Regions from separate parts of the Cricetulus griseus genome. Here region 2 is linked to region 1. A link is a contact called in public Micro-C data. All regions are on one chromosome and are shown on one strand. Each heading gives the region's core, a stretch centred on a gene start, on an enhancer-like site or on the middle of the called end of the contact. The rest is flanking DNA. Distances are from core to core; before and after follow the strand shown. Region 1 overlaps Pyroxd2 (pyridine nucleotide-disulfide oxidoreductase domain-containing protein 2). Region 2 overlaps R3hcc1l (coiled-coil domain-containing protein R3HCC1L).

Region 1 (6,568 bases), core at 2,933-5,432:
TGTTCCTCTTCATCAGTCCCCCCACCCGCTCCCCGCTCACCCCCAGCCACCTTGGTCCCTACTCACCCACTCCCTGGAGTGTGGGGGCTTGTCATGGCTCCAATCACAGCATCTGTTGCCAGAGTAGCCTTTAGAGGCTCAGACTCAAACCAGTGGTCTAGCACCTGGAGAGCAAAGCCACAGAAAGGCTCAAGGGCCTGGGTGACAGGAGAAGTCCCTAGGCCATCATCTGGCCACACTCACCTTGGAGATGGGGCCTGTGAGGACCTGGTAGTACTGGGGGAGCTGGGCTCCCAGGGTGCGCCCTGAAAGAGAAGTAGAAACAGCAGATGAGACAACCCTTGAGGAGACTGTTCCCATCCCCAGGGAAGAAAGAACAGGAAGAGGCAGAGACTGGTGGAGACAGTGTGACATTCAAGAGCAGTGTCTGTTTTCACCCCTTTTTAACCATCTTCAGCTCTGAGTCTGTTTCTCTGTAAGATTGAAGACATATTTCTCATGCTACTGTAAGGATTCAATGAAATAGAAAAGACCTTTAATTTTGTGAGCATCAGTTACATTTTAGCAGCGGGACAGGGTTCTGGCCATTGTGGTCCCTCTGTAAACCTTAGTAGTTGGCAAAAGTAGTTGCTCAATAAATATTTATTAAAATGAATGGTAATTGCATGAAGCTTCGTAGGACTGGTAATCTGAAAAGGAGTGTCTACTTTTGGTGTCGATGACAAAGTCCACTCATTCCCGCCATTTCCAGACTCTCTGCTGTATAAATGCTGTGATGACCACCCGCCATAGCTGGCTGACCTACTCCTAACCTTGACTCTGGACTTATCCATGTAGCTTGCCAGCCAACGGAATATTTATAAATGTGTCACAGATGGAGATTTGTAACGTCCCCTGTGCATCTCCACTGCTGTAAGAAGTGCACGCCCAGTGTAGCAAGCTGCTTCCACACAGGATGACAGACACAGAGAGCAGAGTGGGCACCGCTGGTTGTCCCCAGCCACAGACATGTGTATGAGACCAGACAGACCAACTGAGCCTGCTGGGATCAACCGAACTACAAAGACCCATGGGAAATAAATGCTGACTTTTAGATGCCAAAGGAGTTTTGTGGGGTTTCTTTTTCTTGTGACCATAGCTAACTGATTCAGTATTTTTCTAGGCTATGGGAATTTGTCTGTGTACCCAAAGGGTGGTAGAAAATAACAGCATCCTTCTTGATCAAGCTTCTGCTCGAGAGCCCTAATTGATCACAGATCTTTTATTATTTTTGGTCTAAATTTAGTATTCTTTCTCATTTGGAGGCAACTCTTCAGATTCTCTTGGCTCTTACATTATGTTCTAGCTGTGGCTGCAGCAATGAGCTCTGTGCTCTGATCTGCTTCACACACTGGAATTCCTACAGCATCAAGCGGAGGCCACTGAGAGACGGGCCTCTCCTTTCTTCTCTGGAAGCATGTCAGTTCATCTACAGATGCATGACCCAGAGGCCACTGTTTCATGAGGCAACCCCTGACCAGTGGGGGACGAGGCCCTTTTCTTCTCTTGGAAATGGCCAAGGACCTGCATACCTCCTATAAAGTACATTCTGCGGAGAGTCTCGGCAGGACCAGTGTCTTATCACCCACCACCCATGGCCAGTGCCAACATGCACCCTAGTACTGATGATCCCTCTAAGTGGTTTGAGTAAAACATTTCCCCCAACTAGGCTTACATATTTGGACACTTGTTCCCAGTTGTTGGCACTTTTGGGGGAGGTTGCGGAACCTTCAGGAGTGAGCCTTGCTGGAGGAGGTGTGTCGCTGGGGGTGGGGCTTAGGAGTTTATAGCTCCTCCCTTCTGTCGGTTTTCACTCTCTTTGGTTTCTGCATGTGGATGGAATTTGATCCTCCAGCTTTCTGCCCCCCCCACCTGCTGCCATGCTGTCTCTGCCATTATGGACTCTAACCCTCTGAAACCTCCAGTTAAAATAAACGTTTCCTTCCTTAAGTGACTTGGCCATGGTATTTATCACAGTAACACAAGTAACTAATGTACCCTGGAGTTTCTTCCTTCATTTCCCTCCTTTGGTGACTTGGGGGTCACCCTTCTAAGTAAACACAACCCTTTGTCTTGGGCCCTATTTTTAGGGTAGGGTAGAATGAAATTTTGGGGGGAGTGCCTGGAAGTCTCTGTGGTCCATTAGCTGGCCCAGCCACTCAAGACTCAGGTGGCCAAACTCTGCCCTACAGAAAAAAAAAAAAATCAGGCCACAAAATCCCACCAATCCCAGGTCACCCTGGAAAGTTCTATCCTGGAAAGCTCCAACCACAAGAAAGCCTGCTCCTCCCAGTTCTTTGCTCTTTCTTGCCCAAGCAGAGGCAGCCGTCTCTCCCAATAAATCTCTTGTATGACTTTGTGGTATTCCTTGGCTCCTGACTTCCAGGATACCTTTCCTCCTAGAGCTGTAACACACTGGTGCTGTCTTGGAGCTCTAAGCTAGATCCAGGCATCCAGAAAGTGGGCTTGTTTCCATGGAGGTCACTTTCTACACCCGGATTCCTGTACTTTAGACTTACCTGCTTTCAGCAGGGGCCTCAGGGTGGACAGTGCCCTGAGTCTCTGTAACAGGGAGCCATGCTGGAAGGCTGCCATGTCCACGGGGGCAGAATCCAGCAGGGGGTCAATGGCTAGCACCAAGCGACTCATGAACTCCTCGTACCTGGGAAAGGCCTGCAACAGAGCTTCAGGTTAGCACTCAACGGTCCAGAATCCCACAGAATCCAGAATACCATCCCCATGCCTGGTCTTCTGTGTCACACTTTGATATGGCTGTCATACCCCATAGTGCAGCCCTGATGGCTCCTCAGGCCACATCCCTAGCTGTGACTCAGCTTGGCTTTGCTCAGTTCTCACTCCCACATGTGAAGGGCAGAGAAGCCTGAGCATCAGAACAGCCTCCAGGGCCAAGAGCCGGTATGGGTCAAACCCAGCTACACAAAACTGCCAAGTGTCTGAGGGTACAGGTAGAGCCCTGTGATATAAATCATTTAGAAGCTCTGTGTCCTTTGCTTGTGACTGATGGAAGGCTGATGTCTCCCCAACACACTGACCACTTGCTGCCTCATCCCATACAACCACAGAAGCCTGCATCCTCTCACTCAGCAGCCCCCTCCAGCAGTGTTCCAGACTCTGCCTGCCTCTCATGGGCTGGTGGTAGGAACAGGGCTGGAAGTTGGACATAGGGATAAACCCAGGAAGTTGAGGTATTACCTAAAGTTCTGTGGTAAAGAACTTCTTAAAAATCATAATTAGATAATAAACTTTTCCCTAGACCAGGCTTGCCAAATGACAACTTTCAAGGACAAAACCATAAACTGAGTCTTTGGATTCCTTGGGAAATGTCCTAGGTCTCCCACGGTGTTGTCACTAGCAGATAGGCACACAGGCACTGGGACCTGGCCTTGCACTGATGTCCACAGGTCCACTGATGTCTGACAGCGGCAGGATTTAGGCGAGGGCAGAGGCTGGTCCTCAGCACACTGCATCGGATGTTCCTGATGACAGGAGGGCAATTCCACTGTCAGCCAGGTGCTATGATCTCCATCAGAAACATCTCTCACAGGCTCAGGTATGAGGATGAGATGCTGCTGCTCAAGAGAGGACATGGGGACTGTTTGGCAAGATGTAGGGCTTACAGGCTGGCTCTGCTTCCACCGAGCTCTCCTGACAGCCAACAAGAAACATCCAGCACCTCGCACTCCCGCTGCCACAGCTGTGGGCTGCTCCAGTCACAATGCCTTCCTGACAGCATGATGTCTTCCCACCAGGAAGTGTTCCCTCTCAAACAACAAGCAGCACAAATCCTTCTTCCTTTAAGCGGCTTCTAGTCTGCATGCCGGTCACAGTCTGGCGAATAGCAGCTAACACAGCCAGGCTTAGGATGCTCTGGGTAAAGGGGAAAGTGCTATACGCCTGTGGCTATCTGGGCTTTGCCCAGTGCTAGATTAGCACACCAGAAAGCAAGCACATGGACTGCATGAGCCTAGGTTTTCTTCATTAGCATGCCTCCTCTGTGATAGGGTTGGTGCCACACCTGCAGCTGGCGCCCAGGCTGTTACAAGAGCGGCCATTCTAGAACATTTCCTCAACTGCAGAACCCTCCATACCAGGCCCATTGCGTCACCCGCTGACTCATCTGGACAAAGCCAGCCAGTGTGTTCCTGCACTAGATCTGCAGGAAGCAGCTTGCACTCTCCATCTGGTGTGTGTTCTGGGAGGCAGATCTGCACACCGCCACAGACACTTCCTTGCTTTGGCTGTCATGGGTTGATGTCAAACTGAAAGAATATTTTCTGGCCCTACGTTCTTTTTGTGAGCTTTAGGATGGATAACATGTGGGGTTCTGAGTAAGAGCAGGGGGATAAAGCATTCCAGGGATCCCTTTCTGACATTCAGCATGCAGAGACCACCTGCTCATCAGCCTCAGATGAACATACACAGGCTCTTCGAGTCCCAGTGTCGACGGGTCTCAACCACCGTCCACCACTCCTTCTCAGAATGCCTGAGGTCAAAGGCTAGCATGCACCAAGTTGTCCAGGGCCTGCTCAGCCTCCCCAGCCTTGACTTCCATTTTCCTCTCAAGAGCCTGCTTCCATACCTGAGCATCCTTCTGTGAGAACTGAGAGATTTGCTTCTGGTTTTCAGCCATGTCCGTGCCCAGCAGAAGGGACCTGGGCAACTTGCTCAGTGTACCCTCTTCCAGCATGGGGGTGAAGGAGTAGGGATTTCGGAGGTGAAGCCTCAGCCCATGCTTCTGTAGAACACAAAAAGCATAGGCATTTTAGGGATCCATGCATGTTTCTGCCCTTGCCCTTTCTCTGATGCCATTTGTGTGACCAGTTAGGTGTGTTTGTGATTGGTCCCAAGGTGTAAAGACCTGGTTCCTATCTTTTTTTTTTTTTCTTCGAGACAGGGTTTCTCTGTGGCTTTGGAGTCACTCTATCTGCACCCCATACCTAACACACCCCACTGCCCCACCCATCCACTTTATCTCACTTCATCAGAAAGGGCACTGAGATTCACAGTCACTACTACACTAAAACTCTAGAGACGTTTTTCCTCTCCATACAGGTAACAAAGGAGGGTCAGAGGAGGTACATAGTTTGCCCCATGTCACTTTGGAAGGCAGATCTGTATTTTAAAACCACATATCGCTGACTCCAAGACCCTGGGACCCTCATCTATAACTGCCTCCCGTCACTTCAGAAGTAAACAAGTAAACTTTAAAAGTAATCTGTAAAGCAACGGTTCTGTGAAAATCCGTATGTACAAGGTGGATAAATTAGTCACATCATTTAAAAAATTTACACGGCGGTCTAATTTACTACAAGGTCATTTTAAGTGGAAGTTCCCTTGAGACATTTAAATCAGGATTTGATTTACAGGTGTTTCACCAGCATACCGAGCTCCCAGAGAGGACATACTTCTCCAAAGGAGCCGTGCAACAACAGGCCATGGGCTAACATCAGTTGGACTGTCTTTGGCTAAGACTGTGCACTAACATCAGTTGGGCTGACTGTAGCTGAGCCAGGGCAACAACAGACTGTGAGCTAACATCAGTTGGACTGCCTGTGGCCAAGACCATGTGCTAACATCAGACTGCGGCTGAGCCAGGGCAACAACTGTGGGCTAACATCGGTTGGACTGCCTGTGGCTGAGACTGTGTGTTTACATCACTTGGGCTGACTGTGGCTGTTTTCTGGAGACTTCTTTGTCCTGTCCCATGGCCTGCTCCCTCTCTTTTGTCTCTGCTCAGATATTACTTACCAGCAAGCCTCACCCAGGCCCCAACCATACTGGCAGGCTCTCTGTCCCCTTAACCTGTACTTTGCCCAAAATACTTGTCACCACCTGTTAATTACATATATATTTGTCTTCATCTCTCTGAGCAAAATACAAGTACTTTGAGGTGGGGACATTGTCTGTTTGGTCACTGCTGTATTCCTCATATGGGTGTGGTGCATTCACTAAGTGTTCTAGTGACTGGATGTAGCTGACAAGATAGAGCCTCAGAGGATAAAAGCAAGAAAGCAAAAGAAGATCCTACCAGCACCCCAGGAGATGCTCAAACCAGAGACTTTCCAGTGGACACCATCACCCAGGCATTGGGATTCTACAGTGCAGAATGCAAATGTGGGTAGGGTCTGGGCTGGAGCAACTTTGGGCTTTTTTCTTTTAAGATATCGTTATTACAAGTTGGAGCAACTTCTTCCTTGGGCCCTCTTTTTAAAACTTAATTTTGTGTATACAGGTATTGTGTGTGTGTGTGTGTGTGTGTGTGTGTGTGTGTGTGTGTTGTGTGTGTGTGTGTGTGTGAGACCTTGTGGGCCAGGTCTGTGGAGGTCCGAAGAGTGTGTGTGTGTGTGTGTGTGTGTGTGTGTGTGTGTGTGACCTTGTGGGCCAGGTGCCTGTGGAGGTCCGAAGAGGGCATCAGATGTTCTGAAACTGGAGTTACAGATGGTGGTGAATGGTCATGTGGGTGCTGGGAATTGAAGCCAGGACCTCTACAAGAACAGGAAGTGCTCTT
Region 2 (6,568 bases), core at 3,049-5,548, 200 kb before region 1:
CCTGGTTGTGATGGTTAATCATCATTGCTGATTTTGGAGTCACCTAGAAGACTGCCCTTTGTGTGTAGCTCCTGCCTGTGAAGCAGGGTCCCAGACTCAATAAAAAGAGAAAAGGGAGGAAGTCAGTGAGCCCCAGAATTCATCTCTCTCTGCTTCTTCACTGCAGTCTCAATGTGGCCAGTGGTCTGTTGCTCTTGTTCAACTGCCTTCCCTGCTGAACTGTTGCCCCTCGAACTGTGAGCCAAAATGAACTTGCTCAAGTTGCTTTTGTCAGGACTATTTGTTACAGCAACAAGAGAAGTTACTAATCTGAGGTGTACATTAGCCTGATGGTATACTTGGCCTGTTTCCATAACACAAATGTTCTGTTCCCTCGTCCTCCTCAGCATGGCATTCCATGGCAGGGAAGCTCTTCTTCAGGATGGGGACAGCTAAGTGTACTGTCAGAAGCCCATGTGAATGAGTGTATTATGGTTCAGCCTTTCACTGAATCATATCACAATGATGGTTTCCTCTCCAAGAGTTTTCAGAACTCCTATATCTTAAGGTTTGCCTTTCTAGGCTCTTCAGTACCAAACTACCATCTCAGGCTTCTACCTCAAAACGCTTGCCTTTTGGGTCACACCTTACAGTGTTCTAAATATTCTGTCATGATTTTCTCCATGGTCAGTGTGATCTTAGTACAGTAAGCAATCAATTTCAGTGTTAGATGCTGTATCAGGTGAGATTTTTTACACCCACATACACACACACAATTTATTAGTCTCTTAATGTGACACACTTCTTAGCTGATAGGTCCTTTTTCTTTCTCTTCCTCTTCTACTTTTATTGATGCTACCCCACCACTGCTTCTCTTTTGTTTATAGGGCCTAGACCTTAATGAAACAGAAGATACAATTAGACATGGTTCACAGCAGCAGATTAAAAAAATAAGTCATCATTTTCTTAGGCATTGACTAAATGCCTTCTAAACCAAATTGGAAAAATGAAAGATCCGAATCTTCATATTGGTTTAAGTTAGCTGTACAAATGAGTTTAAAAATTGATTAATCTAAAATGTATTTGGTATTTGGCTAATACATATAGAACAACCTTTCTATGAACCTATGTAATACATAGTTTATAGAATTGCCACTGTTTACTACTCATTTAACACCAGATTGGGTTTTTGTGTTTGTTTTTTGAGTGAAGTGCTTCTTTTTGGAATTCTTAAAATAATTTTTCCCTCTCTTTGGGAGAACAGTTGTAGAGCTCTTGTCTAGTGTGTGAGGCTCATTTTTGTGGGTATCAGATAGGAAAGCTGTCCTGACCATTTACACTAATGGAGATGAGCATTAGCGTGGATAATATATTTGGCTTTGATGTGCATTATGTGATTATTTTTGCAGCACAATTAACTTCCTGATTAAACTTTGCTGAGCTTATATCTTGAGCATACACTTGGTGGAAAAGTGGGTGATAAAATTATTAGTTTAGTTGATAGGTGATACGGATTTTGGTCTGACTTTCCACTCAAATAGTTGTAAGTCTGAGATAACTCTCCAACTAGTCTTCTCATCTTTAAAATAAAGAGATTATGCAACCTGAATTGAAAAAAAACTTTTTATTCTTTGTGAATTTCACACCATGTACCCTAATCCCACTCATCTCCTCTCATCCCTCCATATCTGCCCTCGTCCTTGCAACCTTCCCCCAAAAGAAAACAAAAAGTAAAAATAATAAAAAATAAAGAATAAAAATGAAAAAAACTTCACTGTGGAAGCTGCAGTGTTTGATGGCTTGTCACCTAGTATACCCCTTTTCCAGAACAGCTTTGCTTGCAAATACTCATTGCAATGAGTATTTGGTCTGGTCTGAGGCCTCTGGTTTCTGCTATACCACCAATACTGGATCCACATCATGACTTCTCTTGGATATCCTGTTGTTGCCCTGTGTCATGGAGATCGTACAGGACCAGCCCCTTCACATGTTCTAGCAGTTCTTAGATGGGGTAGATGTTGGGACGGGCAGACTCAAAGCCCTGGATCTGGGCCTGGGTGGTAGTTGAGTTGGTTAGCTTTCCTGTGCCATCGTGATCATCTTTACTGCTTTGCCCAGGTGAGGGGCAGGGCCAGCTGTCTTGCCTGTGGCAGCTGGACCATCTTTTTCATTCACACCTTCAGGGCCAGCTCTCCAGCACTGCCCTGGAGAGGGGTAAGGTCAGTTTTCCTATGCCCACACACCAGGGCTACCTCTACTGCTCTACTGGTCTACTGCGACACCCAGGCTGTAGCTAGTGAGGGGTGGGGCCATCTTTCCTACTCTCAGGGACAGTTCTCCTTGCCATAGTGAGAGAGCATCTCTCTTTTGCCCACACCACTGTAAGACCTACAATGAGGGCTAACTCTCCTGAGCTCCCATCCTCAGCTACTTCACCTCCGTTCCCACCACCAAGGCCAGCTCTACTTTGCTGCCCAAGTGCTCAGAGCCGTGGAGGGCTGTGGCCAGCTCTGCGTAGTCCTTGAACATCAACATGACCCTAAGCGGCAGCCCAGACCAGGGGTATCTACATGGCCATTGGTGGTAACCTGGGTCATGGACATTGGCCCAGACCTCTTGTGCTGCAGGGCCATGGACCCAGACATGACCCTCAGCAGCAGCATGGGCTGGGACATCTCCATGGTTCAGGTGGCAGCCCAGGCTACTCAGATTGGGCTGTTCCTCACCACCATGGCATCTCCTATTGCACTTCTCGTTCTCTACCATTTTTCCACCACATACTTGCTAATTAACCATGGTGATGCCCAAGCTGCCATAACTGGAGGTGGAGGGTGGGCCTTGGTTCTTATTTGGTGTCTCTTACATTCAGCCCACCACTACGAAGTGCTGGAATCTCATTCTGAATTGAAATTGGTCTCCATTGGCTTCTTTATAAGTTACCAGGCCTCTTTTTGGCATGGAGTCAATCCTACTTATTATTATTGTCTCTCAGAAGTTTTCCTCACGAGCCAAACGCTAAGCTCCGTGAAAGCTAGAAACTCATCTGCCATGTTCCCCAATGCCAAGAAGAGGGTTTGGCCCAGCATCAATACTGGTGTCCGCCATCATGTGTCTGATTCCGCCTCTTTCAATAGAGTTCACCACTATGTTTTTCTATCTTTCCTACCTCCCCTTCACGTATTTGTTCTTTGTAGTGGTGTTCTGTGGTCATTTAGAGCAGTGTGGAGAGGTAGGTTGGAAATTCTGGAGTGCAGTAGTAACACTTTCTAGCCACCAGAGGGGGAAGTCAGTCAGTCATCTAATGCTTTGTTTCTGACCAGAATGTGTATCATTCATGAAAATGAAAGGGGCACGTTTCACCCATATCCTTGACCATTTAGGGTGAGTTGTAGGGCCTCTTGCTTTCTGATTCTTCAGTTTCTTGTTTTCTATGTTCTTGATAAAACTGGGACAAATTAAGAGTGTGGAGATTGTCAGGGCTTTATCTGATTTTATTCTCTTAACATAGTTAATGACTCCCCGACAACCAGTGCTCATCTTGGATGGGAAGCACAATAGTAATGTCACCAGGTTTGGGCCTTTGTGGTCACTTCCCTTATTCAAACACACACAGTGTTCACCCCATGGCCTCTCTCCTGTTGAAATGCCAATGGTGAAAATGAAATGTCTCAAGGAAGATAGCAGAGGGAGCATGGCATTTATAAGTAGGTCCCAGCCTCTTATCGATGTTTAATATTTCTGTAGCCATGGGCATACATAATGGGATCTGAGCTGAGCATGGTGGCGCATGCCTTTAATCCCAGCACTCATGAGGCAGAGGCAGGTGGATCTCTGTGTTCGACACTAGCCTGATTTACATATTGAGTTCCAGGCCAGCCAGGGTTACTGCATAGGGAGACCCTGTCTCAAAAATAAAACAAAACAAAATCCTTGATCTTTTCTCAAAAACAAAACAATAAAATCCTTGGACCTTTGGTATCTTTATTTGAAATATTAGGTTGCTTATTTTTAACCTACTTGATCTTTTTGCAGTAGTGCATAATTCTGTAGATATTCTTAATATTTCTGTGAAAGACAATACTGTTCTTAAATAGAACACTATAGCAAAGGAACATATTTTAAATATAGTGCATTGTTTTGGTAAAAAGAGCTGTTGGTGATTTTGAAGGCATAAGTACTGAAGACAGACAGTTGCCACTCTAGTGAGACATCTGCTTACCCCACAAAAAGATAAATAAATGACCTGAGCATAGGTTCAAAGCAGCACCAGTTCAGTCACCAGTTGAAAGACTAGGAGCCAGGTCATCCTGAGTGGGTGCAGGGGGGTTGATGGTGAGTCATTTAGAGATTATTTGGGAATGAATAAACACAGAAAAAGATTTGTGAGCTCTAGGATTCCATATCACAAAGATGATGTCACATTCTATTTTTTCTAGCCATAAAAGTGGAATTAATTTTGATACAGAGTTCAGTTGTATGACTCTTGAGTTTCTGGAGAGCCAAGGGTAACGTGGAAGGAACAAAGGCAGGCATGGACTCTTAAGTAGCCAGATAATTGTACGATGGTTATAAGTCTACAGAACAAATGGATACAGACATGTGCTTGTGAGAGCAAGCAAGGATTAGGATTTAACAATTTGATATGCAAATAAGAGAATAGAGGCTGGACAAGCAGACTAGATACATACAACGTTTTAGAATTCTTTGTAAGACAGGATTTTAATCTGTCCTTGCTTTAATGAGCATTCTTGGTGTTGGTATACTTGGTAGGTCCAAAACTCCACATGTTTGGGGCTATTGATGGCATCACTGACAAACTGTAGGTGGTTTGATGGTTCTAATAGTTTCACACTCCACTGGATACACATATTCACAGATCTGCTCACCACTGCTGCAGAGTTCATTTCCCAGAAATGAACTGGCTAGTAAAAATTTTGGCAAGCGAGTCAGCTTTTCAAGTACTGCTAGGAATAGAGCCCAGCTGTTCCCTTTGGGCTTTGAGCTGTTGGAATTCATTGTGTTAGCAGCTAGAAAGAATCAAACTGTGGCATTTTTAGCCTAGTTCATGACAGCAAAGCAGAGGTGTTAAGATTTCTGTTTTAGAGGTTTATACTGCAAGTAACTTAACCTGATTGTGTGTCTTAATATTACTGGGCTTCTGACCGCTGAAATATGGCTTGGATCGATGGTGGTTTGGAGAAAGTAGAAAGAGGGCTATCCATCATTCAGAGGCTCCATAGAAGCTGGCTGATAATGCTGCTTTCACCAAGCAGCCATCTGTCCATCCATCCATCAGTAGGATGAAATGAGATTTAGCGGAACAGGCAGCCGTAACTCTGAGACACTTTCTAACCAACAATTGTAGCTCTGGCCTGAGTCTGACCACAAAACACAGCACTGGGGTTTGGCGGGATGTGGCGCTAAGGGCAGTCTCCTTCCCGTCACTGCCAGCCTACAGTATTCAACCTTCCTTCCTATACAAAATTTGGTTACACTTGGGATTATGACATATTCTTTCTCTTTGAGCTCCAGATAATTTTTTCAAGTTAAGCTAAGGTTTTTGTGGAGAATATTTTTGCTTAGCACTATAGATAATTCTTCCATGTTCATCATAGTAATGAGTGATGGGGTTAAATTAAATTTAAATAATTTAATTATTTTATTTCATACATTTTTTTTCTTATTAAACTAAAATTTACCCAGAATCTTAGGTAGTGAAAATTCAATTTTCATTTTTATTTCTCCCTGCATTAGTGGTTCTTATATGAAAGGAAGAAAGTATGGGTCAGGGGAATGGGTAACAGATTATAAGCAAGAAGCAGGATGATACCTAAAATGGATAATGAGATTTTGGTAAGTGAAGTCAACTATGTCTTCCTAGTTAAGCTGTGTTTCCAGGGTACCACACCTTCTGAGAGAGCCTCTTGATCAATGTGTGGTACCACACACACTGATTGGTTGCCCATCCTGGTACCTTTGCTAGTCAAAGCCATCTTCCTTGACCATGTCATTGGAGTGGTCATTTCAGGCCTCAGCTCCTGTTTTGTTCTGAAGCCTTGATTTTCACTTCAGATTGAGGGAGGGCTTGAGAGAACCTAATGTACCGGAGATGCCTCGGAAATGAGAGCCTTGGATGAATTCCTGGGCTTATTGATCCAGCAGCAGTTTATGCATCCTGACATTCATAATCTCAGTAGGCTGCTGATGTTCCTGATTAATGGGCCCAGGGGCTGTCCATCCGTCACTTCACATTAATTACTGAAGAGGTGTTTTTCCAGTGATTTACCTGACAGTGGGCTGTGATAAATACCCCTAAGCAGAGTGGGCAGTGATTAATCACAGGACCACACCCCTCCCCCCTCTCCTTCCCCCTAACCACAGGCCAGCACTGGGACCTGACCAAAGAGTGCCCCCTCCCCAGAAGCTATCTATCTCCATAATTGCTTGTGGGTGCATATTTATTGGGCATGAGACCTGGCAGATAGCATTTTAGGATTTGTGCCAAAGATGATGAAAAAATAAATCTTATAGGTTGGAAGAACATGGGGTAGGTAAGTATATGTGAGCTGCTCTATTACCTTAAAATTTT

Evidence for each region. Hi-C and Micro-C count contacts between places; a contact is called where the count stands out from the background.
Region 2: a Micro-C map of the CHO-K1 cell line shows a contact between it and region 1, with 2.2 times the contacts expected there. The contact joins two enhancer-like sites. A contact is called at or near these places in 2 of 8 Hi-C or Micro-C datasets (the CHO-K1 cell line and fibroblasts).

What each region holds. Positions count from the first base shown.
Region 1 is chr3:18,821,050-18,827,617 of CriGri-PICRH-1.0, reverse strand. It overlaps Pyroxd2 (pyridine nucleotide-disulfide oxidoreductase domain-containing protein 2), which reads right to left. Exons shown (of 16, transcript XM_027407286.2): 5 at 4,640-4,795; 6 at 2,559-2,712; 7 at 244-305; 8 at 67-164. Among named protein-coding and RNA genes, the nearest start is that of Pyroxd2, 14 kb to the right of the region's middle. Within about 2 kb of position 4,182, at least 6 of the 6 cell types and tissues checked have open chromatin away from gene starts, as enhancers often do. A contact at or near this core is called in the CHO-K1 cell line, where this site is marked.
Region 2 is chr3:19,019,406-19,025,973 of CriGri-PICRH-1.0, reverse strand. All of the region lies in intron 2 of R3hcc1l (coiled-coil domain-containing protein R3HCC1L), which reads left to right. Among named protein-coding and RNA genes, the nearest start is that of R3hcc1l, 24 kb to the left of the region's middle. Within about 2 kb of position 4,298, at least 1 of the 6 cell types and tissues checked has open chromatin away from gene starts, as enhancers often do. A contact at or near this core is called in the CHO-K1 cell line, where this site is marked.